2 separate regions of the Gossypium hirsutum genome follow, and region 2 is linked to region 1. A link is a contact called in public Hi-C data. All regions are on one chromosome and are shown on one strand. The core of a region is the stretch at or near the end of the contact, and the rest is flanking DNA. Distances in the headings are between cores, read along the strand shown.

Region 1 (2,700 bases), core at 112-2,611:
TATTTGTTGAATAGGTTGACTAGATGTTTCTCTTGTATATTCAGATTTTATATCATTTGTAGCTATATTTTGGATTTTATATCATTTGTAGCTATATTTTCGGTTTTATTACCAAAAATCCTAGTTGTATTTTCAACTTTTTCAGTTCGTAATGTTTACAAGCTTTTGATGCAACAATTAAGGGTGGCTAATCAATTTTACAACTAGACATATTTCAGGGAATTTTACAAGAAACTATGAGGAGTCAATCTCCCCTAAAAATTGAAGATTATAGTATGGAGATGCTTCATGAATTTTATTCCTATGCTAAGTAATCTACAATACAGGAGATTAACAACAAATGCCCTCTGTCCTATTTGTGCGGATGCGGTGGAGTCCAGAGAACATATCTTTCGGGAATGTTCAGTGACAAAACAATTTTGGCAAGAATTAAACTGTAAGTGGCCAAACTTAATTGAAGATATGGATTTTTTGAGTTGGGATACCTGGTTGTTTGAGAATAATTCCTAGAATCAGTGCTGTATTTTTGTTTGTGGCTTGTGGGCGATATGGACAGCAAAAAATAGATGGGTGCATGAAAGCAAAAAGATAACGACGTTAGAAACTGCAAATTTCGTAAGAAATTACTTGAGCGAATTGGATGGGCTAAAAATTCTTTTACCTGTCAAGTCGAGGGTGGAAGAGAGGTGGAAACCACTGGAGAGCCCCTTTGTGAAAATCAACTTTGATGATGCATTTAAAAAGGATGAGCACAGGTCTTGTTCTGGGATTGTTGGAAGGGATTCGAAAGGGAAGGTATTCGGGTCTAGAGTTGTTCAAAATGTGTGGGTTTCTTCAGTTTTTGCTGCAGAGGCTATTGCATGCGCCCAAGCGCTTCAAATGTGGTTGGATCTAGGGGTCATGGCAGTAGAGGTCGAGAGTGATGCTTTATCAGTAATAAAAAAAAAACTACAAAAGGATGAGGATGATAAATTGGAGATCAGTGTTATCATTAGAGACTGTCTTTGGCTAAGTAAAGCTTTTCAGATATGCAAGTTCTTACATGGCAAAAGGACAAAGAATGAAGTTGCAAATCTGCTAGCGACAGAAGGGCTAAGAAATGGAGAACAAAAGGATGAAAAATGGAGGAGTACTTGGTTACGCCGTGGAGATGGTGGAAAGAGATCGTCTAAGGAGTGGGTAAATCTGCTAATGGGTGTTGTTCTATTTTCTGTCTTGCTGAAGCTTGGGGAAGAGGATTTGAAAGCTGTGAGAATTTATGAGATATTTTAACTAGTGTTATCTCAGGAGTCGTGTTTATGTTTAATGTTGTTGATAGCAAAAGTTTCTAGAACACACTCCTATCTTTTGTTGGGTTTGGGCCGGTCTTTAGGAATTGGCCACTTTGTATTTTGGATTTTCTGCTTTGGGCTTTGTTTTATCTTCAATAATAAAATCCAGCTAATTTTCAAAAAAACAAAAAAGTTATAGTAGGACAAGGAAAAGTTGCAGAATTTTAAGGGCATTGTGGCAGCAAAAACATTAGGAGAACTAGAGAAGAAAGATAAGAAGAGTTGAGAAAGAGAGGTGAACAATAGAGAGAAAAAATAGAAAAGGAAAATAAAATATTTAAAATAATTGTTTAGAAATTATATGTATATTTTCTTATATATTTTAGACTTTATATTATAATTTTTATATATTTTAATTTTAAATTTTATATATTTATTTCAATTTTATAATGTTTTTAAAGTTTTATATATTTTATAAGATAGTTTCATGTGACATTTTCTCATTGACCAAACATGCCAAATGGTGGTTTTTCTTCGGCCGAAGTTATCAAACAGTTTTTTTTAGAGTCCATTACAAAATGGACTAAAAACATAAGAAATGCATGGTTTTTTTTTACATTAATAATACATAAAAATAATAATTATAAAAATGGGAAGGAAAGTAGATTATTTACGAGAATGGATCGTTTTGAATAGTAAAAGGTGGTGTTGCTAATATGTCAGGCAACACTACCTATAAAAAAATAAGCTTAATATAATATTTGGTACTTAAACTTGACACTTTTCCTAATCTTGGACTTGAACTTTTGGACCAAATTGATCTTAAAAAAAAGCTTAGGTACCGAATTTTTAAAAAATATATCAAATTCAATTACCAAATTGAGACAAAAAAAAAATTAGGTACCAAATTAAGAAAATGTGTCAAGTTCAAATACCAAACTCGGCTAAAAAAATTTAGGTACCAAACTAGAAAAAAATGTCAAGTTCAAATATCAAATGGTATATTAAGTGTAAAAATAATATTTTAATAAAAATAAATAAAATAAAAATAAAAAAATAATATTTGAATTTAAAAGGGGTGTCTCGAACTAGGGACGGCGCCCTTTTTCAGTTACTTTTTACTTTAATTTTATTTTATATTTTTTTAAACAATTTTTATATTTTATTAGTTTTTATAACTTTATTTTATTTAATGAAAAATGGCTAAGTTTTTAGTTTCATAATTCTATAATTTTTTAATATTTTAAAATTATAATTTTTTGAATATTTAGAATAATGAACAAATTGATAAATTTTTGATAAAATTGAGATAAAATACATTAGGGTAAACGACTTAAATAGTCACTCAAGCTTTTAATCGAATTAAGATTTTTAGTCGTAGGAGTTTTTTTTTTTAATTTCGTGACTCTTTTTAGGTGAATTTTCAATT
Region 2 (2,700 bases), core at 6-2,505, 48 kb before region 1:
TGGTGTCAGATTCTGAAACCAAGGGCTATTTAGCTGAGTCCAGAATTGATCCTGGGTCCAGTCATTTATAATTTTGGGCAATTGAAGCTCTGCCAATTTTTCATTGCCCACAGGAAATTGCAGAGATGGTGGAGAAACTTTGTTCTCCTTTGCTATTATATCTTTTTTCTCTTCCACCATTGCTTCTTTTTCTTCTTCAATTTCTTTCTTGAAGAATTCTCTGGTTTCAGAAATTGATGGCACCAAATCTTCTTTTGGGCTGCGAAAGGAGATGGTCTCTAAGGATGACAATGGAGAAGAAGTTGTTGTGTTCGTTGCCTCCAACTCTTCTTCCAATGCTGCTCTTTGCTCCAGTACTCTCAAGGAGGTAGCTTTCCTGTATATCTTGCACAAAACTATGTCCTGCATTCAATCATAGAAGAATAAGACCCAAGACCTTCCATTTAAGTCTGCTAATGTAATTTAAGCAATCCTGTTTCAATGCAAATTAACTTAAGAAATAAAAAAAAAAGCTACCTTAGGCAAGGAGCAACCATCTGGGAGGCGATACTCGTTCATGACCCAATCAGTCTTGTTTCCTCGTGGAGCTCTCCCTTTATAGAAAACAAGAGTCTTTTTCAGGCCAGTTATCCGCTTTGGATCTGATAAGCTCACAATTTTCCGGTCAGAACCAGTGGCTTTCCAGTACCCATTTTCAGTCGTCCGGTTTGGTCTCCCTCCATTGCCATGCTTCCTATCTCTAGGCACAAAGAAATACCATTCCCTCTCCCCAATCTTCGACAATCCTAAAAAAAAAAAAAGAACAACATCCGAATTAGACATATATTAAACAATCATATTTTCCTATGTGGTTAAACAAACAAATGAACACTTATGTACCAGGCAAATCCCAGGGATCATGGTGATAAATGTTGAGAAATCCAATTACATCATAACGCAACTTGTTGCCGTAAATCATGTTTTTGAGGTAAAAACCAAGGAGTTCTTCCTCTGTTGGATGGAATCGAAAGCCCGGAAGTTCCATCTCTAGGGTGGTATCATCAGAATTGGATTGGCAGGTCATTGAGGTATAAGTATTTTTACAGGGTTTCAGTTTGGGTTAATATTGAAAATGAAATTAAAAGAAAAAAGAAAGTGATTTTGCATGCAAAAGACACCGGCTTGGGTGGATATTTAGAAGGATGCTAGATGAAATTGCTGATTTATAAACGTTTTGGACAAGTGAAAGATTAGAAGTATCTGTTTAAAATGTTGTGATGAAAAGCTTCAAAACTAAGACCAAGTCATCACCAAAGAAAATCATGAAAGAACTTAAAAGTACTGTACAAAATGGAAACTGAAGTCTTTCACAAATGGTGGAACCCACACGCTTATACACAATAAAGTCGCAATTGATTAATCTTTGCTAGATTTGTGTGAGGTAGACCATGACTGATTTCTCAGGTCTTGCTTGACCTCCTTTTTCTTTTTTCGCCTTTTATTTTTGTGAATGTGGACTTTTGCTTGGAAATTCCAAGCCATAATAGTAAGGTTTTTGAAAGGAAATTTCTACCTCATACTTTGATCTTTGAAATAATCTTAGATACAGTGAGAAAGGTAGAATTTTTCGAAATTGAATTATAAAATTTTTAAAAAACAAAATCTAATTTTATTATAAATTAATTTATTATTTTTAAAAAGATTAATTCAAATATTTTCATTTTAAGGTAGCCAAAAGCTACTGTTAGCTCGCCTCCGGTTGTTTTTTAGTCTTCCAAACTTCTACAATTAAACTTGAATTGAATTAATTATTCTTGCTACTTTGTTTCTTTCTAAATATTAAGAACATAAAAGTATTTTATGTAGGAGAATGTTTATATACAATTATTACAACTCTAAAGAATAAAATACAATAATAGAGATTGAAGAGAAAATTAAGTCGCACTTTTTAAATGAGAAGATACACTTTCATAATAATCCGTATAATAAATCTAGTCATTGAACACTTTGGTAACATGCACACATTAGAAAATAGAAGTTTCACCAGCTTTTTTACCAAAATATTATAAAATAAAACAAAAAATTCAAAAATGGTATCTCACCCCAATTAATTACGGGAATTGGCTGTTTAGGGGTGGATGGTGGTGCAGAGGTCACACTACTTATTTTTTCTGACAGTGACATAAATCAGTTAACCAAAAAAATATATTATATTGATGGAGAGTAGTTAGTTGGCAGCACCAAAATAACCCGTATAACCCAACACAACCTGAGATTTGGTGGTGCCTACCTGACAGGCAGCACCAAAGCCTAAAGGTAAACAAAGCATTTCTAATCAGAAACTTGATGACCGCTTAGTTTTAGAGATTAAACAAAACATCTGCCATCACCATTTGCAGTTGTTTTCAACCATGAAGCTGACATTGGAACCTACACCATCAAAGTTGCCAATGACCCCAGAACATTGAACAAGACTCTATTCATCAGGTCTTCCAAGAACACCTATTCATTTAACGAGCTCATCGCCCTGTAGGAGAAGTTGATTGGCAAAACCCTTGAGAAAACATATGTTCTTGAGGACCAATTTCTCAAATAGATCCAAGGTTGATAAAATCTCCTACTCTTATTTAGGCTTTGGTGCCGCCTGTTAAGTAGACACTTTTGGTGCCGCTTGTCAAGTAGGCACCACCAGTTCAGGTTGTATTGGGTTATACGGGTTAT

What was found. A called contact is a pair of places that touch in the nucleus more often than the background predicts.
Region 2: a Hi-C map of leaf shows a contact between it and region 1, with 2.0 times the contacts expected there. The contact joins the promoter of LOC107945090 here to the enhancer-like site in region 1. A contact is called at or near these places in 5 of 34 Hi-C or Micro-C datasets (leaf and petal).

Annotation. Positions count from the first base shown.
Region 1 is chrD12:5,331,897-5,334,596 of Gossypium_hirsutum_v2.1, reverse strand. No RefSeq gene overlaps it. Among protein-coding and RNA genes, the nearest start is that of LOC107945088, 18 kb to the right of the region's middle. Within about 2 kb of position 1,361, at least 7 of the 9 cell types and tissues checked have an H3K27ac peak or open chromatin away from gene starts, as enhancers often do. A contact at or near this core is called in leaf, where this site is marked.
Region 2 is chrD12:5,379,962-5,382,661 of Gossypium_hirsutum_v2.1, reverse strand. It overlaps LOC107945090 (NAC domain-containing protein 6), which reads right to left and starts at 1,255. Exons shown (of 3, transcript XM_016878940.2): 1 at 880-1,255; 2 at 517-785; 3 at 1-402. The coding sequence starts at 1,063.